Linked DNA regions of Mus musculus: region 1 is linked to region 2. A link is a contact called in public HiChIP or PLAC-seq data. All regions are on one chromosome and are shown on one strand. The core of a region is the stretch at or near the end of the contact, and the rest is flanking DNA. Distances in the headings are between cores, read along the strand shown. Region 1 has its middle 10 kb from the start of Gm50597. Region 2 overlaps Chd7 (chromodomain helicase DNA binding protein 7).

Region 1 (5,549 bases), core at 2,060-4,559, 270 kb before region 2:
TTTGAACATCAGGGACTCTTTTGACAATTCCTAGACCTCTTGGTAGACATGTTTCATTTACAACTATTCCCTAAGACCTCAGAATGATGCATGAGGCGGTCACCATCTTTCTCAAAGGGAAAGAAGCGTCGTTTAGCAAGTAGCTTGCTAGTGTGCGGCTTCATCAGTACCCAAAGCAACTGAGGGACGTTGTGGTTCACTGGTAGCTGCACAGGGCTCAGGATTTGATCCACAACACCACAAAAGCAAACCAAAATCTGACTGGTGGTTTTTTTGTTTTTTCTTTTGATCCCTTCTCTGACTGCAAAGTGGCTTGGGCATTCTTCATTTCTGATGAAGTCGTTCCTTACCGTGGAGAGGGTTCAGTTGGTTCAGAGCGTGGGAGATTTCCAGGCAAGTTGCTTGCTTCAGTGGTGCTTTGCTGAATTTGCATCAGGCTCTTCTGCCATTCAGTCTAACATCTGTGAGTGCAGATGATTCTACCAAAGAGTTGTGTAGTGGCTGGCAGAGCGGGGAGCAGCAAGAGAGCGTTCCAACATCTACTGCTGCATGGCCTACAAGCTACTATAGGGGGCTTTTGACCCCTATATAATGATTGAAGGAGACAAGTATAATTTCATGACATGTGAAAATGACCCACACTGCAGTATCCAGAAAGTTTTCTTGGAACTGAGCCACCGTCATTCATTTCTGTGTAGTGTGTGGTGACTTCTGCAGCCTGAGACAGAGGTGACTATCTCCCAAAGGCCACAAAACCAAATACATTTACTACCTAGCCCTTTTCACAGAGAGGTGGTGACACCTGGTGCAAATCACACACATACACACACACACACACACACACACACACACACACACACTGTGCCTTAGGATACTTTGACCAAGGGCTAAGATGATTCAAGATTTTCTGCAATGCTGTGTGTGTGTGTGTGTGTGTGTGTGTGTGTGTGTGTGTGTGTGAGTGTGTGTGTGTGTGTACATACACAGTTATATAAATACCTCTTTCATAATCTTAGGCCTTTAGTTTTTCGTGCTTGAGAATCTTTAAGGATGTATTTGTTATTTCATATGTATGTGTTGTGTGCTTGGGTGTATATATGTGCTCCACATGTGTGCAGGGGTCTGGCTATAGGGGCCAGAAGGGGGCACAATTTCTTCTAGAACTGAAGTTATAAGCAACTGTGAGCCACTCGATATGGCATGTCCACTTCAAAAACAGCAAGTGTTCTTAACCACTGAGCCATCATAGTTTGCACTTTGCCATAGCTTGCCTTTTTCTACAGCTAAGTGGCTAAAATTTTAGGATACACACTGTTACACAAGTTACAGAGGAATAAACTCGGAGATTGGGAAAGACTATAAAAATCATCTGTTGTCACACAAGTACATGGTGTGCTTTCTTGTCTTCTGTCTTAGTTTGCTGCGGCACCTCATTCCCCCAAGACCACAGGTTTCCTCTGTAAGGTAGTGTTTGTGGGACGCTCCCGTGGCCCAGAGCTGCAAGCAAAGTGTCAGCTGCTCTGAATGTCATTATAGTCAGTGCAGAAGGATACGGGGATGGCTATCTTCCCAAACTGATGTCCCATGTACCAGATGCCCCAAATTACTGATGATAGTGTCGGGAGCCTTCCAGAGACTGACAAACAGATTGTGCAAATAAAACTGGGTACATTTTGTTGAAGGCTATGGCTCCTGGCAGGTCTCACGTGTTCTAGGGGATGGTCACACACTCAGGAGTGCATAGTCAGCACTGATTATACTGCATGAATAAAAAATAAACAAATAAAAGGAGAGGAATGAGGGTATGGAGTTGGGTAACTATAGAATGATGGGTGGACCTGGGAGAAGATGAGGGAAGGAATAGAAGTGGTGGTCAAAATATAATGTATGAAACTTGCCAAGAATTAACAAAACTGTTTTTTAGACCAGCCTGCTTGGCTATTGCTTATTTGTGTGGGCTACCCCCATTTCTCGCGCTGTGTCTCAGTGCTGGGCCTGGTGCCTGTATTTGCTAGATGAATGCTACTCACTGACAGCACCTCCAACCCTGCCGTGTGTGACAGTTCCGTGGTTATCCCCACTTTACAGAGGTGAGCCAAGTCATCTGGCAACAGCAGACTCCAAACCTGCTCCAGCACCCACCGGGCTTGCCGCCTCAACAGTCTTGGATGTTTGTCTACCTTTCAATAATACGAGAAGCTGATCTGTGCCCTGAGTCTTTTAAAAAGTGAGGCAGCCAGGTTGTTGATTCTAACTTACAGCCTGTATGTGTTGTACTAGCTACAGGACTTCACTTGGCTAAGAATTTCAAGCCTTTAAAGAAAATGTAGTCTGATAGCTCTGTCTACTTGAATTACTCCAAAGCTTTCAAAATGATAGAAATGTTCATTACTGTGCAACCAACATAGCAAACTCTAATAAACTATCTTACAAATACCAAGAGAGAAAACGATAGTCCGACTCTTACCTGCAACCGAAAAGAATTGCACACAGTGTTAGCAAACTTAATAGTGAAATGTAGCAAATTTACTAAAGAATGTAGCAATGAATCTAATACAGCAAGTTCATGGTTTTGTCTGAAAACGTCCTTATGATTAGAGCAGAAATTCACTAGTATGTGTTTGGAAACAGTGTTTGAAACTGCAAGGGTGAGTGTATGTCAGAGGGGGTGACTTTTAATAGCAGTAGTCATCTTGTAGTGGCAATAGGATTGTACAATATCATTTTCTTTTTCCTGTTCCTTAAAAAAAAAACAGCAATTTGAAATATAATGAGAAGATTTCAATCATAAAAGGCAGGCAAGAGAGAAGCAGGCATCTGGTGCACTCCTATCCCACCCGGCATAGGAGAGTCAGAGGTAGGAAGGTTAAGAGTTCAAGACCAACCTCAGCTCCATGGGGAGTTTGAAACTGATGAATCTGCATGAGATCCCTACCTCAGAAGAAAAAGAGCAAAGAATACTGGTCTAGCAAGTGTTACAGCCTAGATGTAGCCCCAGCATGGTGGAGAAGAAAGAGCAATCAAAAACACAAAACGCCTAGGTGGTACTCAATAAGAAATCTGCAGGGTTGACCTTAAGGGACTCCTGTGGTAACTTATAGCAAAATTCATTACCAAGTCTCTTTTAAAGTCTATAAATTTAATGTAACTTCAATCAAAATTCCATATAAATATTTTAATAGCTGTAATATCTTATGGTTGTACTTATGCAAGGCACTTAGAGTCGCCAAGTTCCTAAAGATGCAAAGCGTTTAGGACGGTTGCCAGCCCATGGGGGAGGCAGGAAATAGAGAGGCTTGCCTAATGTGTCCAGAGAAGCAGTTTTGCAAGATAAAAACCGTCTAGACGCTGGTTGCACAACACCGTCAATACACATAACACAACTGAACTTTACACTTAAGAAGTGGTTAACAAGGGAAATTTTAAGCTGTGTTGTTTTAACTTTTGTAAATTAAAAAATTATAATGCCATCGGAGGTTTTTAAACCTTAGAAAATTTTAATCCAAGAAAGGGGGATTCTACCTCCATTGATGGTTATATTTAGTTGGCTTTCCTGGGGATTCTATGAGCAGGAGAATTGGGAGGAGGCCATCTTAGTGGAGTGTGTGGGCAGCCTGGGCCGAAGGGCAGCTCACCAACTGTGCCCACATTGGTTTCTCCTGGATGAATTGTGTCTCCTGGCTGTCAGGACCACTGCCTGCCCCATTGGTAATGTAATGATGGGAGGCAGGATTAACTCCACAAGTGCATTATTTCCCCTTTCTTGGAGGCCTAAAGAGAAAAGAGCAACTGGGGATTACCAGCAGCAACCCCTGTCCCCCACCCCGGGACAATGAAAGAGTTAAGGGAAGCAGTGAGGTGCGCTCTAGTGTCTTTTAAAACGTAGATTTCAAGTAAACAATGAAGTAATTTTTTGTAGAATTGTGTCCTTGTGCAATATTTGCGTAAAGCATCTACACCTATAGAGACATGTCCTTTTCATTTTATTATATATTCTATGGTCTAGTTATATATTAGAACTAAAAATACCTGTTGCACATCCAACGTGGTAAGTTTAGTTGATGTCATATTCTCAGGTTCTAAATTAGAAGGAAGCCTACAGCTAGCCATGATAATCAGCTCCAGGTGCCCAGCACTTTTAAGGAAATATCTTAGGTTAGATCTTTAAAGTGGTATTTTCATTATGTTGCAAAAGAGAATAACAGAGTCTCACAGAAGTTACTAAAAGAATTAATGAGAATCAGATATGGCCTTCACTCTTCTCCATCATAGCAGCTCCTCAGACTGCGCTCTCATCCAGAGGAAATCCCAAATGGAAAAGGATGTGTGCAGATCCTAGGGAGACCCTCTCCTCCTTCAGGCACCTGGTGAAGCAAGCCACCATCTGCCTCTGGATGCACTGTGATCCTGCTTACGGCTCAACAGAGATGAGCACTTTGAAATAAGACGCTGACTTGGGAGCAAGCTTGGCCCCTAACTCAGTGGTTCTGCCTGCCCAGTGCAGAAGAAAGATCTTTCTAACACAGTAAATCCAGATTCCACTTGTAATAAACAGACAGATGCGAGCAGATGTATTACATGGAAGGTTACAAACAGAAGGAAGGGAATCTAAATTAGGACAAAGTAACAATCCTGGGTGGAGATTTGTATTTAATCTGACTAAATCTTTATGGTCTTTGAGGTTCCAACAGCTTCACCTGGGCTTACACGTGAAAGCATAACCAATGACATTTTGTATAAGCAGCCCACAGCAGCTGAGACTCTTCACAGACTAAGAATCAAATACTTAAATTTAGTTTGGAAGTAAAAAAACAAAAACAAAAACAAAAAATCAGTTTCTGACAACAATCTTGCCTAATCTTCATGTTTTCTTCCAAACACTCTTAGGAAGGTACATATTACCCGATGAAAGGCAGATCCCGAGAAAGATGGGGAGGAGACAGATACTAAACAGACAGACACCTTGAGATTAAAATGGACTGCAGTAGAGTTCTGTGGAGCCATCTTATACTAGAATTACAAGATCAACAGTAATGCATGGCTCAGAAAAGTTTGAGTCAGACACCATCACTTTCATAGGAAAGGAGAAACTTAGTTGGAGTCTATTTATCAGCTAACATTGCAAATTTCATTGTACTAAATATTGGGCAGAGGAACTTATTCTGTATTGTTGCCTGATAAATCCCAAATGCCTGAAAGAGTGCTTCCTTTAGACCCTCAATGCCTACTCAACGAATGACTTAGATTCCAGCATGTAAGGCAAAAGAACGTAAAAATCGCTGCTTCACAACGAGGCTCAACGCAAAGGACAAGCTAAGGCGTTAAACTCCGGAGAATGGGAAGATGCTACAAAGATGTTCACGGAACACTCCTGCTTGAGTCCCCTGCTAGAATTTTGGCACCAAGTCACATCATTGGAAAAATGGGGATTGCAAACAAAGGGTAGACTTGTCTTCAAAGAAAATGCCCCACCCTCTCTGGTTTGGACTTTGCTACACTTTGTTTGTGTGCCTCCAAACTCACGTGTTGAAACTAGGCCCCAAGGTAAT
Region 2 (5,406 bases), core at 1,312-3,811:
AGTTAGTGGAAGCTAAGCTCCCAAACAGAGCTCACCCATGAGAAAGATTCCGACAGACAAGTGTCAGCCGCAGAACCCTGTAGGCCTCGGACATGTGCTATCCCCCCAGTCGCCCCCCCCCCCCCTTCACCAGCAAGGAGCCATTGGAAGAAATGCCTCAGGCCATAGCCAGGACAACATGGAACCAGTGACAGGTGCTCTGTTGGCTGTCTCTGTTTTAATGGAATCTGTCTACAGCCCCATGATCTGTGAGCACGTTCTTCCTACTCATTCAGGTGTTTACTGAGGACCCTGCGATTCAAAGTGCTACGTGGGTGCCATGGGACATGGGATGGGAAGCTGATGTGGGAGTCGTCCTGTAGCAGAAGGAAGCCCACAGACTGGAGACGTTCAGATGGGCTCTGAGGCTGCAGACTAGCTGGAGGACAGGCACATGAAGGAAGCCCTGCCTCTGCTAAGCCTTTACAGCAGAAATCTATTAAAGGTGACTATGGTCATAAAGTTTATGTGACAGTACACTGCCAAAAGATTTTGCAATTTTACATCATTCTTAGTTTTTAATAATTAGAACTGTCGTAATTCCCATGGTGCAAGCTAGCACTCATAAATTCCAGTGGCTTCTCTCTCCACACCCAGGAGGATTTAGAACGTGGGTCATATCGACTTTACGAGCCACAACCTGCAGAAAGTTAGTGCGGAGGTATCTGTCTGGCCACGCTAAGGGGAGCCACGCAGATCCACAGAAAGAAGGTTTTCCTATGACAACTGAGAATTCCAGCTGTTGGTAAAATAAAATGAGACTCCATGCAGCGAACCGGCCTTACCCGTAAACCAGCAGATTCTTCTCTACCCTGAAGCACTCGCTCCGGGCATAGCCCTGAGACTTATCCTGGGGGCGCCGTGGCTTTGCACAAGGCTTTTCTTCGGAGTCGCTTTCCAGGTCGGAGAACTCCATCAGTTCGTCTTCCTTCACTGCGCTGTATAGCCGGGTCTGCTTCCTCACTCGAGGAGTGTCAATAACCAGGTTGTTCTAACGAAAGAGCAAGCATGGTGAGCGTCATACCAACCTTCGGGTCAGATTAGGCAGCAGTCTGGATGGGACTTTCTCACTCACCCTCCCGTTTAAGGCATCGATGTCCAATTCAGCCTTCTTAGCCCACTTCTGCCAGAAATTTGGGTCATCCAAAGAAATGTCTGTCCTATTTCCAGACGCAACAAAGCTGGCCTAAAGGTGGAAAACGTGTGCGTTACTCTGAGATGCGGTTCTCAGAGTCAGGACCCCCGGTAGCCTCTGTTTATCTAGTCACAGTATATGCGTGCTCAGCCTCTGCAAGGCAGTATAGTGGATGGGAGACAGATGACAAGTGCCCCATGTACACTTTTCCACACCTGCCACAGGAGTAGAAAAGTACAAGCAATTGAGAAAGGCCTGGAACTTGGTTCCAGCAAAGTCCTGCTAGGAGCAGATCTAAAAAAAAAATTAGTTTTCTCTAGAAGAAAATGCTTGGACCATATTTTAGAAGACTTGTACAAGAAGAGAGGTGGCAGGAATGTTCATGGCAGAGCCCTGCACAAAGGCCCAGGAGAGGAGCAAGGATGAGGGGCTCGAGGTACAGGAGCCATGGCAAGTTGATGAGGGTGGAGGCCGGAGCAGGGGGCGGGCACGTGTGGTTAGCAGTCTGAGCCCTAGCCCAGGGGAAGCAGGAGCTATTAGAAAATAGGGATAAGTTTAATATGGACATGGCTGTGCCTCGAGTTGCATGGGGGAGAAGTTATAGCGACAGCCACCAGTGAGGTTAGAGCACACTGCTCCAGCAGTTTACACCAGAAATAATGACCAAATATGAAGAAGACTTCCTAAAAAGACCTTCTTCAAAAGGTGAAATTAATAGAGGTAGACATCAGCAGACATGAACAACAAGAGTGAAGAAGGCAGGGAGAACTACCACATCCAACTCTGGCATCTGCATGTTACTCAGAAGGAGAACGTGCGTGCATGCGTGCGTGAAACACGTACGTGTGTCTTACACATGTGTCTTACACATGCTGAGACTGCATGTGAGGACTGAGGAAAGACTGCAAGAGACTGTAACGACATGAGCGTGCAGAGGCCAGAGAAGAACCTCTACAAGCTGGGGCCACGGGGGAGCTCAACTCCTTCCTCACACCACAGACAGCTCAGCTTGAAACAGATCACAAACTAGTTAACATGGTACCTGTGAGGACGAGGGAAAAGCCACCTGAACACACAGGTATGGGAAAGCAACAGGAAGTGATCCATCCAGAAAGAAAACAGGTTCAACAGTTTTAGCCACCGGGGAAACAGAAATTGGAAGAAAACAAACAAACAAGGAATGCTGTCCAGGATGGAGTGAAAAAGGAATTCGTATTCATTGCCAATAGGGACGAAAATTCACAGAGCCACTATGAACGTCAGTGTGGAGCGCCTCAAACCACTAAAAATAGCACTACCATGTCACCCAGCCACGCCACCAGATTGTGTTCTTGAAGGCTGGTCTCTGAGTCAACACACCACAGAGACACTTGCACACCCAAGTTTCACAATAGGCAGGAAATGGAACCAGCCTAGATGTCCAACAACAGAGGAACTGATAAAAGAAGATGTTCTAGCTATACACAGTGGACTTTTATTTAGTTGTAAAGAAAAACAAAATCATGGCACTTGCGAGGAAGTGGATGGAGCCAGAAACCACGGTGTGGAGCAATCTAAGGCAGGCTCAGAGATATAAACACATTTGTTTCACATGTGAACCTGGATGCTATATGTGTGTGTGTAGGCTCCGTCATGAAACGACAGGAAGAGATTTTTAAGCAAAAGGGGAGAAGGAATAATAGGTCTTATGTGATGTGAAGGCAGATGAAGGGGCTTCTGCAGAGTGGAGGGGCCACTGAAGGCAGTAGTTTTTTTTTAGATAAGGGATGCTGTATACAATGACCAGTGGAAGAAGATGGGGGGGGGGGGTTGGAGCCCAGAACTTTCCCCAATTTGTTTAAAAGAGAAACAGAAACAAAGAAACCCAGCCTGTTAGTTCCTTAAATGATAAGCATGCACAGACCTCACTGGGGAGCCAAGAAAGCTAACATCACCTAGAGTTCTGCTTCTGTCGAATGTGCAAGAGAAACGAAAAGACATGTCCAAAAAAAAAAAAAAAAAAAAAAACCCTACTACACTGAAAATCCCAAAGTAAAAATAACCCAAATTTCATCAATTAGCAATTAATAAATGACTGGAGCATTTATCATCACCTGGTCACTGTGTGATACCCGCACAGTAGAACATTGCAAACCATAAAGGAATAAATTATTTGAGGCCAGCCTGGTCTACAGAGTGAGTTCCAGGACAGCCAGGGTTACACAGAGAAACCCTGTCTGGAAAAACCAAACCAAACCAAAACAAAACAAATTATCCATGTATAGTATAAGGGCAAACATGAAAAACATTAATTTTATGAAAGCACTCAAAAGACCACACGTGATATAACTTCACACCGAGTGGTGTTTCCAGGGTGGACAAAGCTATTTAAAAAAAAAGAGCATGCGGTTTGCAGAACTGGGTGAAGCGGGAAGGGTAGGGACTGCCTGCTAATGGGCACAGGGAGCTCTCTGAGGTAGTAGGAACATTCAAAACCTAGCGTTGTGCTAACGGTCACCCCAGCCTATAATATGTCAAAGTGTTGAATTTCATGCTTTACGGCAAGTAAACCAGTTTAGCAAAACTACAAAGTAGAGTGAGCCTTGGTGTGGACAACCCGAATACTAGCAAGTGGGTTTGAGGCGACAGTCAGGGCTCAGAGCAGCTTGGCCTTAGCGGGCTGGCTTGGTGGAAGAGCACACGGTGCCAGCTGTGAGGCAGGCAGTGGCAGGAGCTGGGGTAGAATGCCATGGGCTCATTTTAGCTGTGAGCAGAGCTGTGGAGCCCTAACGAAAGGGGAAAACAAGACAGACTTAAACATGGAGCGACCTGATCATCTTTTCGGGTCGTTTTGGGCACTGGGGTCTGGGAGATTATGAAGAACAAAATTCACACGAGGACTTCATAGCGGGAGCATCGGGAAGAACACAGGAGGACAGGACCATGAGGGACCGCACAGGAGAGAACCCAGCGCACAGAGAACGCTGTGTGTGTTGGGAGGCGCTGGGAAAGTAATAACTAGTCTATAATTCACAATGAAAGGCCAATGTTCTGCATAAGTTCTCTTCATGAGTTCTAGAAGGCTGCACTAAAGACCTGGATTCAAACCTTAGCAAATGTGGAGCCTTTTCCTTCAGACTCAATGGTGATAGTGTGGGTTCGTCGAAGGAGAATCTGGTCAATATCCTCTTCACAAAACTTAGACCCTTCATCTTCTTCATCCATAAGTGCACCATATGCCCCCTTTCGCAGGAGGTCTTCTATTTCCTTCTTGGACAGCTGTTGTACCTTTTCAGAGAAATTTTAAGTATTCAGAGTAATTCAGGCTTAAAACACAAACTAAATGTCTTAAGAGAGTTTACTTATAACAAAGGAAAATACAATAAAATATACTGAGAATCTGAGGTTAAAAAACAGCCAGTGGAGCCGGGCAGTGGTGGCGCACGCCTTTAATCCCAGCACTTGGGAAGCAGAGGCAGGCGGATTTCTGAGTTCAAGGCCAGCCTGGTCTACAGAGTGAGTTCCAGGACAGCCAGGGCTACACAGAGAAACCCTGTCTCGAATAAAACCAAAACCAAACCCAACCCAACCAAACCAAACCAAACCAAAACCACCAGCCAGTGGAGTGTGGTAACACACTCCTTTAAACCCAGAAATCAGGAGGTTAAAAACAGGTGGATCTGCAAGTTCCAGGCCAGCAAGAGCTCATAGTGAGGCCTTGTCTCAAGAAAATAAACAACAAAAAACAATGTCAAATACTTCCTAACAATTAGCTGGATGCAAAAGGAAGGCAGACTGAACGCACAACCTGGGCAGTTTCTTCTTACCCCGTTAGTGGCATTTTCTCTTCCACTCATGGACTGCAACACGGCTTTATCCAGACCCAGCTTCAGACTAGCCTTGTCAAACATCTCCCTTTCATAGGAGTTCCTTGTAATCAGCCTGTAGATTTTCACAGATTTGCTCTGCCCTATTCTGTGGCATCTAGCTTGAGCCTAGAAAGAAAAGGAACCAAAGGCTGCTGCAATGGAGCACAGGACTGTGGAGCACACACAGGTCTGTGTCCTCCCTAATTACGTGGGTTAAAAGCTGATCTCAATGTTAGATTTAGAGATGAGGACTCAGAGGTAATTAGGTCACGAGGGTGGTGCCCTGATGAACAGGATTAGTGTCCTGTAAGAAGCAGCAGGAGGAAGACAGCTGTCTATGCAGCAATAACCTAATCTTGCTGGCATCCAGACCTCACAGTTCAA

Evidence for each region. HiChIP or PLAC-seq counts read pairs in DNA pulled down with a chosen protein or histone mark.
Region 1: a contact with region 2 is called in an H3K27ac HiChIP or PLAC-seq map of microglia, with 5 times the contacts expected there. The contact joins two enhancer-like sites. A contact is called at or near these places in 8 of 484 Hi-C or Micro-C datasets (CD8 T cells, gonadal supporting cells, liver and 4 more), 8 of 115 datasets of contacts at active chromatin or transcription factors (CD8 T cells, the HPC-7 cell line, T-cell acute lymphoblastic leukemia and 5 more) and 4 of 9 other capture datasets (adipose tissue, bone marrow-derived macrophages, liver and 1 more).

The regions. Positions count from the first base shown.
Region 1 is chr4:9,108,316-9,113,864 of GRCm38.p6, reverse strand. No RefSeq gene overlaps it. Among named protein-coding and RNA genes, the nearest start is that of Gm50597, 10 kb to the left of the region's middle. Within about 2 kb of position 3,309, at least 38 of the 459 cell types and tissues checked have an H3K27ac peak or open chromatin away from gene starts, as enhancers often do. A contact at or near this core is called in acute myeloid leukemia, adipose tissue, bone marrow-derived macrophages and 1 more, where this site is marked.
Region 2 is chr4:8,840,131-8,845,536 of GRCm38.p6, reverse strand. It overlaps Chd7 (chromodomain helicase DNA binding protein 7), which reads right to left. Exons shown (of 38, transcript NM_001277149.1): 18 at 4,981-5,148; 19 at 4,262-4,441; 20 at 1,115-1,225; 21 at 825-1,030. Among named protein-coding and RNA genes, the nearest start is that of Gm46842, 68 kb to the left of the region's middle. Within about 2 kb of position 2,561, at least 128 of the 459 cell types and tissues checked have an H3K27ac peak or open chromatin away from gene starts, as enhancers often do. A contact at or near this core is called in acute myeloid leukemia, adipose tissue, bone marrow-derived macrophages and 1 more, where this site is marked.